2 separate regions of the Mus musculus genome follow, and region 1 is linked to region 2. The links are chromatin contacts, called in public Hi-C maps. All regions are on one chromosome and are shown on one strand. The core of a region is the stretch at or near the end of the contact, and the rest is flanking DNA. Distances in the headings are between cores, read along the strand shown.

What was found. Hi-C and Micro-C count contacts between places; a contact is called where the count stands out from the background.
Region 1: a Hi-C map of cerebellum shows a contact between it and region 2, with 2.9 times the contacts expected there. The contact joins two enhancer-like sites. A contact is called at or near these places in 7 of 484 Hi-C or Micro-C datasets (the 3T3-L1 cell line, Th1 cells, cerebellar granule neurons and 2 more) and 3 of 115 datasets of contacts at active chromatin or transcription factors (the 230-238 cell line, CD8 T cells and embryonic stem cells).

The regions. Positions count from the first base shown.
Region 1 is chr6:59,487,098-59,492,416 of GRCm38.p6, forward strand. No RefSeq gene overlaps it. Among named protein-coding and RNA genes, the nearest start is that of Gprin3, 63 kb to the left of the region's middle. Within about 2 kb of position 2,149, at least 15 of the 459 cell types and tissues checked have an H3K27ac peak or open chromatin away from gene starts, as enhancers often do. A contact at or near this core is called in cerebellum, where this site is marked.
Region 2 is chr6:59,326,196-59,331,380 of GRCm38.p6, forward strand. No RefSeq gene overlaps it. Among named protein-coding and RNA genes, the nearest start is that of Gprin3, 98 kb to the right of the region's middle. Within about 2 kb of position 2,291, at least 5 of the 459 cell types and tissues checked have an H3K27ac peak or open chromatin away from gene starts, as enhancers often do. A contact at or near this core is called in cerebellum, where this site is marked.

The sequences.
Region 1 (5,319 bases), core at 899-3,398, 160 kb after region 2:
GGCTACATTCAATGACACCAGGGATTCGAATCTGATCATATTGTTTCGAGACACAATTTCATATTCAGCTCACACTGTGCTTGCTTTTTGTTGCTTTAAAAAATATGGAAGACAAACAATTTAATGAAGTACTAAATTTGGCTCATGTTTTCAGAGCTTTCAGACCAAAAATGTACAATGAACATGTGTAATGTCTAGAGTGTGTATGGTGTTTAGTATATGTGTAATATCTAGTGTTTATATGATGCATACTGTGTGTCTGATATATAGTGCAAAATAATGATGTATAATATGTGTATAGGATATATATTGTACATATGTTGTACAGTGTGTGTGATGTATGATGTGTTTTTTATCTGTGTGTGATGCCCTGTGCTTGTGCTGTATGATGTATGCCATGTATAATGTGTTTCTATAATAGATATATATGAAGACTTGTGTTCTAGGTATGGAATATCATGTTTGTACATAATAGACAAGTAGGTTTCATTAGTGTTAAACTAAAGGTTTTGGATGTTAGGAAGACAAATTGTATATGGAGGGAGAGAGTATCATGAGAGACAATCCTACTCCTATTTGGAGCTCTGTTTATGAATACAATGTCTCACTGCCACTGTGTCTGCCATCGGTTATAAGAGATAAATTTTAGTTATATTTAAACAGCACTAAAGTCAGATGTATCTTTTAAATGGTGATTTCTTCCACTATTGTTGTCCAGAGAGCAGTTAAAATAGGTTGTGACTGGTTTGGATTCATAAACATGGGGAAAGCTTTATATATTTTAAGTCTATTTCAATTGACTTTCAGTCCAATTTTGATAACACACAAACTTTTTTTTATGATTTGAGTTCATTTATTAAGATTATGTTATATTTCAGTCTTAAAATTAAATTTTATTGCATATACACAAAACTGAAAACTGAATTGTAAGGTCTAAATGATGCTAAATGTATTCTTTCAATGAATGTGATAGTTATTTTATATTTTATGGAAGCCTGATGTCATAGCTCAGTTAGGGACATTTCTATAATATATAAAATAATGGCAGGGCTTCAAAAATCACATATTAAGGAAATATAATAATTTTTCCCTCAAATACATAGATATAAACTCCTCAAACCTACCCTTTCCTACCTTGTCTTCTAGACTGAGCATCCTGTACTATAGCATACCACTCTGTTACTAGGAAAGAGTATCTCTTTAGTATGGAATGAGCAGAGTCAGGGTGTCAAGGGAAAATGACCACACCAAAGGGAAAAATCTGAAGATACCTCAAGAAGCCCACCCATGTTACCATTGTTCAATCTACCATCTTGTGCAGTAGCCTCTGAAGCCTCCTTATAAACTTTGACTCCTCACTGTAGTCAGAAGAAAGGCTACAATTCCTGTCTGCAGATTTCATCTTGGTCTGGTCTGGCCTTTGTTCACTCTCATCTGCTTTTTCCTTTCTCCTTGATTCAGCCACAGCAAGCACTGCCTGCCCCTCCCCCTTTCTATCTCTGTGCTGGCTCTTCATTCCTTGCTGCTCTGTCTTTCTAGGGCATTGTTGTTTCTCCCCACTAAGCTCCCAGGACACAGTCTCAGGGTAAATTTCTTAACCTTGTTGATATAGATTTATGAACAAGTCCTCCGTATGTTTTGTTTGTATAATGTGTATAACTGAAATTTTCCTGTGTTCATCTGTCTTCTCACAAAGATATAATTCCTGTGGTCATATGGATGCAGAGGATTGATGTGTTTTTTTTTTATCATTACTTTTAAACACTGCTATCTTTAATGAATGAATAAGTACACTGTAGTTGAATGGCTTAATATGAGATGGGGAAAAAAGCCTCAATAGGTTGGGGAAATGTATTTATGTGAAATTGAAAAAAAAACATTTAAGAAGGAAATGGAAGCATAGAAAATCTAAATAGCAAGAAAAATGTTAACACACACACAAAAAAAGGAGTGACTGAATCAAGCAACGATGGTAGAGCTGGGCACAGATCGAAGCTGGCTGTGTTGATCATGTGAAACAGACACTGATTTGGGAGAAATATACAGATGGAAGAGCAGCTTGCAAGTCTTGAGATGAGGAGAGAGCACACATTATACCACAAGCCCATGTAAGGTTGAATGTGCAGCCAAACAGCTGAGTTCAGTTGTCTGGTGCTGGGAGGTGGCATCCACTATGTTGATTATGCATTCACATTTTCAGAATACTAAAGGCTATTGCTTATGAGGAACAGGCAGGCAGCAGTCTGGGTCAGAGTGTTCTGCATGCATTCAGAATCACAAGCCTTTCCACTTTGGAGCAAATCCATCAGTGACATTCTTTATTCAGTCTCTCCTGTCAAATGAATTTGTTCACAAATTGAGAGTTTTCCTGGTCTTGCTCTCAAGACAGCTTGGCTACTGTCCAAACTAAGAGCATGAAACATTTTTATGATGCCAGTTATAGGGACATTCCCATTTTATCTACGTTTTAAATTCTCAAAAGTTCTGCATTAAATCTCTCAAATTCTGTATTTAAATTCTTCACCAAACTGCACATTTTTAATAGTTCCCTACTCTAACGGTAGACCAACTTTTGAGGACAGTGAGCAGTCAACCTTGCCTGGATATTGTCCATCCCTGAAATTTCCTTTGCCAAATAATGGCCCACAACTTTTGAGTTCAGTCTCATAGAAGTTCTCAGAAAAGGGTAGAATACAGCTTGTTTGTTTTCTAGAATGTATCATAAGTGGCACTACACCAGTTATTAATAGAGTTCTTGTTCTCTTCTTAGACCTGAGTCAGATCTCCACTACTTAGATAGTCTTCTTGTTTTCCAATCTCCTCCTCAATGTCCTGTTCAGTTCCACTTACTACTTCCTGACTTTTTTACCTGCACCTCTAAATTGTCCTATTCTCCTTCTGCAAAGGCCTAAGAGTGATCCAGTCAGGCTTATCCTAGCAAACACTCTGATCTTGAATACCAGCTTTCTGTGTCAGTTACTATCTTATTGTTCTGAGAAAAAGCAAATTTAGGAATATATATTAGTTGCTCATTCCATTTTGGATCAGACCTCTCATTAATCTCCTTATCTATTTCAGCTCATGCCTTTGTTTTAAAATTAAACTTCTTGGTGCTTGTTGTCTCTTCAAAGGGCATGTAGTATGGTCTGTCATAGAAATAACCCATTCCCTGAAGCACCATGACTGAGTCAACCTAAAACATAGTTTAACTGGGCTTATGGTTCGATAGGGCTAGAATGCATGAAGGCACAATAAAGGCGTGGTAATTTTATGCTGAAGCAGCAGCTGAGAGAGGATGTCTTGATACTCACACAGGAGTCAGAGAACTAATTGAAAATGAAAGGAGACTTCTGAAAATTCAACGTCTGTGCCCAGTGATACATTTTCAACAATGCCACACCTCCTAATCCTTCCCAGACAGTTCCACCAACTGGTGTCCAAGTCAAACATATGAGCCCATGGGGTCATTATCTTTAAAATCAAATTTTTCTTTTTCAACGCTGTTTTTACAAATACAGCCAACCAAGGCAGGGAAGGCCTGGTGGCAGGAGCAGTTCCAGCTGCATCAGCTGGGCCATGAGGCAGCATTGTGTCTACAGCTAGGAAGCGGAGAGCAATGGGTACTGATGCTCAGCTCCCTTTCTCCCCTTTAACTAGCAAGAAAGATTATAATTAATAGGCTAATTGGGTACTGTACGCATTTACTGTTTCCTGTTATTTCGTTTTGTTTCTTAAATTGAGGTGTTATGTAATGTATTCCTATGGATTTATTCATTTTATGTCTTCTAAATACTTTCTGACCTTTCTTTTTCTGCTAGTGTTTTAATTTGGTATGTTTTGAATGCCAAGAGAGGCTAACAGTCTTGGCAGAAACAGGGCTTTTTTTTTTTTTTTAACTGTAGATTCAGGGAAGGACACAGGCGTGTGACTGGTTATAATGTGCAGAAATTATAAAAAAAAAAACTTAAAGTGAGCACAGGGAATAGAGTGGACAGGAGGACAGGATACACTCCTTTCTGGCTGACAATGGCATGGTAAATTATGACATTTTATAGAATTATGTATCACCAGCAAGCATGCAGCCCAGAAAGGCAAGTGTGGCAGCAGACTTCTTCATTATCTCAGTGCTCATGTTGTATGCAAGTCATTGATACTTGAGTCACTCTTGTACATTTCAATACATTTTTTTTTTAATTTTGATATTTTCATTTGAGATGCCTGAATGATTACTGTGTGGTTTACTTTAAAAAAAAAACAAAAACAACCTATTTTTATTTTTTTTTTGTTCTTCCTTATTTGATTTATTTATTTATTTTATTTAATTATTTTAAAAGGATATTTCTATGTATTCTTAGTTTGCTTTGTACATGCTCTGTAGGTCAAAATTGGGCTGAAACTTTATGTCTTCTATAGCCTTCCAATAGCTGAAATTATGGATATATACTTCTGTATGGCCAATTAATTATTTTATTTGTTCTTAAAATTAATATTTTCACAATACATGTAGTTTAAAATAAATTTCTGAGAACATTAACAAACCTTTTCAATGTACCTATTCAGACTTCTTCTCAACTCAACAAAGAATTTTAGTATTTATTGACATTACACTTCTGCTTGCTCATATGTAATTTGTAGTGACACTTGATATTTGTAGATTGCCTCTTCATGTCTATATTTCTCTATTAAGTGGATTGTTAGCATTTTTATTCAGAACCTATATTTAACATTTTGTGTTCTATGACTAGTGCTGATTTTAGGGGAGAAATGATGTAATTATGTTATGATCTCAAAAATAAAAGTAAAATAATAGATCACTAGTAATTGAAATATAATTATATCACTGTATTTTCTCCTCCATATAAACAATTCCTTCCATGTTCCCCTTGCAACCCATTCAAATTCCTGGCCAATTTTCTTTTAATTGTTGTTGTTTATACACATGTGCATACATATGTACATATATGTACATATGCAAACATACACATATACATATTTACACACATATGCACATATATCCATACACATATTTATACACAACAAATATATATAAACATATATGTATTTACACACATATACATATTCACATGTATACATATATACACGTATTCACATATATACATATATATATATACACACATTCATGTATATACACATATACACACATATGCACATTACATGAATTATATGAATATATATATATATATATATATATGATACATGCTGAGTCCATTTAGTGTTCCTTGCATATATATGTTTTTAGGGTTTACTACTTGGGATTGGATAACAATTTAGTAGACATATTCCTGGCAAAGAATTATT
Region 2 (5,185 bases), core at 1,041-3,540:
ATCCTCAGGCAGCTATAAGGAAGCTCTCTTTTTCTAACCCCATACTTCCTCCAAGGCCACACCTCCTAATAGTGCCACTTTCTGGGTCAAGCATATTCAAACCACTCCCTGGTCCCTATAGGCTTGTTCAAACATGAGTCTATGGGGGCCTTACCTTGCCATAGCATAATTAGAAATACATTTAATCCAACTTCAAGAAGTCCCAATAGTTTACAGCAGTCTCACCAATGTTAAAAGTTCAAAGTTCAAAGTCTCTTCTAGGTTCATCTAATCACTTAACTGTAATCCCTATAAAATCAAAATCAAAAAGCAGATCACATACCTCCCACATCACAGGATATACATTACCTTTCTAAACCATCATGATAAGGGAATACTGGACCAAAGAAGGAAAGAAGGAAAACCAGCTGGTTAAACTCCAAACTCTTCATCTCCTTGTCTGATGTCAAAGTGCTCTTCAGATCCTCAACTCCTTTTATCCTTGTTGACTGCTGTTGGCAGATCTGGAATTCAGCAGCAACAAACTTTGTTCTCTTGGGCTGCTTCTACTCCCTGTTAGCAGCTTTCCCTGGGAGGTATTCCACAGCTCTGACATTTCTAACATCTTGGGGACTTCAGATTCACAGCTTCTTGTTCCAGTGTCTAGGGTTGTTCACACATGATCTTATGAACTCCTCTAAAGGGCTTGGGTCACTTCTCTAGCTCTGCCATCGGTAGCACCCTGGTTTACTGCACTGAACTGTTGCTGCTGGTTTTGATGGGTCATCCTATGGTACTGGAATCTCCAATGGAATGAGGCCTTCTGATGCTACAAGGCTTCACCAAAAGCCTCTTATAGACACTTTCCATGATGCCAAGCCTCAACTTCTTTTCAGGAACCCTTCAGTTCTGGGCTGCCAACTGCAACAGAGGCTATACCTTCACCAGTGTCCTTTCCTGGCCTTCATAGTATCAAGACTTTCGGCTGTTTTCTATGACCCCTTCATGCCTTCAAAACTGTGGCACAGAGGGCTGTGCACAAACAGCCTGGTCCCCGGTATTCCAAGATAAGCTACGAGAAGCCTGTAATCAGCATTTGCCCCAGATGTCCATCCCTTCCTCTGTATTTTATTATGCCCCCTCGACCCTTCCCTATTTTCTCACACTGTGTGCTTATAATCAGGCTCCTAGCCTTCATTAAACAGACCTTGACAACTTTTGCTTGGTCTTGCTCCCCTTTCTCCACCAGTTTTTCTTGCAGGCCTCAGTCATCCTCAACCCATGGAATAACTAAGTCCTGCTGGACGGGACAACTGAATTCTCCTCTGAAATCTCTTGAGCCAAGCTTCCACAGTTCAAATCACCCTCAGCACAAAAAAATTACTACATGTAAATAAGGATTAAGAAAAAACAGGTGACCAATCAAGCATACTTTGGTTGTAGTGAAGATGTATAGTAATTCATATTCACAAAGGAGAAAGAATGTAAGATTTTTGGATTATATAACTAATTTCCCAAGTATATTATTTTAGGATAAAGTTAATAGTTATATATTTATAATCATTAAACTACTATAATTACATTTACTAGGAACATGCTACTTTAGTTATATTTGCATTGTCATTTATGTGTAGGACCCCTGTGGGTCATAGCTCAAAACATTTTACCATCTCTAAGGGTCAGTTCATTTCTTTCATTCAGATGTAGATTAAAGGATGCAACATAATAAAACTAACATTTGAATTTGTAATTCTTTCTTTATGACTGCCTTTTCTTTTTAAATGTGTATGTGTGTATATTATGTGTGTGTAGGGGCTGCATGTGAGTACAGATGCCTATAGAAGCCATAGATGTCAGATCCGTGTAGCTAGGGTAAGAGGCATGTTGATGTTTCTGACATGGAACTGAGGTCTTTAACAAGAGCAGTGCACACTCTCTTTACTCTTCAACTACCTCTCCAGACGCTCAGGTCTGTTTATGTGATTGCTTTTCCATTAATCTTCATTCCTTCTAAACATTTTGCCTATTAGTATCTTATAGCTGCCAATACTAATATACATGAGGCAATGGGTAGACTTCAGCAGTTTGCTGAGCTGGCAGCACATATATCCATCTGATGAACATATTGTGGTATGTTTCTGGAGGTGGGGGACACTGGGGATGAGAGAATCTCAGATGTCTTTTGTCAGGATATCTCTGTGGAAAGACAAAGATCCAAGGCTTATTTCCTGTCTATGTAGTCACAGTACAGACTGGAGACAGGTGCAGCCTGAGCTGATGGGAGCTACAGCAATGACCTAGTGAGTGTCATAGGCTAGCCGGCAGACTGGAGAGCAGATGGGAGCTGGCTTGGGAGCAGGACACCTGGAGCTTTGTAGCAGAAGGCAATTGCCAGTCAATCTGTGTGTCCAGCCAGATCAGGCTGATGCAGTTCTAGAGCCCATGGTAAGGCAGTTCTCCCTTTTATGCAAAGAGGATCTTTCCTAAACTATGGAGAATTGGAAAATGTTTAATGAGGCCTCAAATTTAAGAGATTACCTCTGAAGAAACAGTGAGATTTTCCTTCACTCAGAGCATAGAAACAAGGGTTTATGTATGTAGGCTATTTTCTTTTCCTTGTTGTGTGAGTATCAATCTCTTTAGAATATCTGTTAGAATTCAATATGAGTCACATGAGTATTTAAGGGATGTTTTGGTCATCTAAGTAACTGGCAAGAGAAAAAGAGATGTCTGAAGAGAGAAAACTAAAAACAGTTTTCAAACTGGTACATAAAGCAGAAGCTTGTGTGTATTAATGCAGTAATTGTTGTTTTGATATACTCAAGGTGCACATTATTTGAGTTAAGTTAAGCATACCTGTCATCTCTATATCCATCAATCATGTCTATATACTGAAAGTCTTCAAAGTCCTTTCTTCTGGCCATTTGAAATGTACAGCACAGTACTGTTTTCTACGTACAACGTAGGAGCAATGCTGAGTCAGAACTTCTGTTCCTATTTAGTGACAACATTTTATCTGTTCGCCAATAATCAACACTTAGAGGTTGGAGAGGTGGCTCAGCTGTTGAGAGCACTGGCTGCTCTTTCAGAGGACCTAGGTTTAAATGCCAGTATCCACATGGTGGCTCAAAATTGTTTGAAAACTCCAATTCCCAAAACTCTAAAAGGCACCCATTGAGTTCAACTTGGACTATAGGGTTTCTGATTACTATATAAGAGCCAGCATGCCTCAGGACCTAGTAAAACTGGTTCCTCTCTACCAAAGGTGTTATTTCCCTTCTGGTAGAAGGGAGATGTGGCTACCCATAGTGCCCATCAGCATGTCAGAGCACAGGCTGGTCTCCAGGCTCCCTCCATACCATAAGCAACTGAAACATACTTGAAAGTCCATCTTAACCCTTCTCACATCTTCCCCTGCCCTAAACTTACCCCAACTCACAGGCTTCTTCCCTCTAAATGCTCCTTTTCCTTATAACTTGGCCATTCTTGCTGTGGTTCCCATCTTTCTATCTAATCAGCTCCTGCCTCTTTCACTATGCGTTCTCTATTCTCTGTCCTTGTTATCCTCCCTTTTCTTGTAGATAATCTTGGCCCTGTTCAGTCAACTTTCTCTCTGTGTTCTGGACTCTTCCAGATGCCTTGGCTACTCTCTCTCTCTCTCTCTCTCTCTCTCTCTCTCTCTCTCTCTCTCTCTCTAAAAAAAAAAAAAAACCTTTCCCTTTAACTGTACCATGGTTGTGTCATCAATTTATATAGTAACCAACTATAACTCCAGGTTGAGGGGATATGATACCATCTTTTGGCCTCCTCCAGCATTGCATGCATGTGGAACACAGACATACATGCAGGCAAAATACCCATATACATATGTTTTAAAGTCTTTTGAAAAAATCAGTAATTCCCCATATTCCCTACCCTTGGTCCTGTTACTCTACTCAGCCTCTGGAAACCACAATTGTCCTGACTTCTATTAACTTAACTTTTATTTTTTTTAAACTTAAATGTATCATAATAAGCAAATGCTGCCCTACTGCTCCATTTCTCAGTAAAATTTCAAATGTGGGGTACCAGGAGCATGTTAATCATGGTATACCAATAAAAACCATACAGCATAACTACCTAAGATGGGCAAGGATAAGAGCTGCCTTTTTGTTGAATAATCTTTTTATGAGAACACTGTATCCCAAATATTTGCTATTTTAACCTTGTACAGTTGAGGTTTTGTCTCTTGCTATGTATTGTAATGCTAAATCCTGTACCCTAAGGTCTAGTTGCCTATGTATGAATTCTCTCTCATTTACCAGCTTTTGTTGTACAAACCTTGTTCCTTAGTTTAAAACTATTAGTTAAATAAAAATGGTGCAGTCAATGTAGCCAATTACTGGAGGAATAGAGGTAGGCTGGTTCTGAGTGACACAGTTTGGGATTTGAGGACAGGGAAGATGAGGAAGGAGGAAGATGCCATGAGAGGAGATGGACCATGAGCTCATGGACAGGAAAAACAGCAAGTATTTGGTATTTGGTGAAGTAGCCAGGCCAGCAGTTAGAAAAGTGGTTTAGGCGTAATTGCCAAAACCAAATAAAATAAACACAGTCTGAGTCTCATTCATTCTTAAGCTAGACAGGGATGTTTAAATTGGTTTAACTACTTTGTACTAAAGTTACTGTCAGTTTGCTTTATTTTGTTTCTTCTCCAAATATATGTTGTTAAATGAGTTGCATTTCTGTTTACTTACTATTGTTTTTTATATTTATTCCATGATGTGTACTTTCTAAGATACTTCTAATTTCTCTGAGTATATTTTAATATAATTTAATCCAAGGATTTCTGTTCCAGCTTTAAATTGCTTGCATCAGTCATAGGTTTCACTCATAGAGAAATGGATACTTTCTTGAGTTTTTTTCTTTTTTTTTTTTTTTTTTTTTTTTTTCCTTTTTTTTTTTTTTTTTTTTTTTTTTTTTTTTCTTTTTTTTTTTCCATTTTTTATTAGGTATTTAGCTCATTTACATTTCCAATGCTATACCAAAAGTCCCCCTTACCCACCCACCCCCACTCCCCTACCCACCCACTCCCCCCCTTTGGCCCTGGCGTTCCCCTGTACCGGGGCACACAAAGTCTGCGTGTCCAATGGGCCTCTCTTTCCAGTGATGGCCGACTAGGCCATCTTTTGATACATATGCAGCTAGAGTCAAGAGCTCAGGGGTA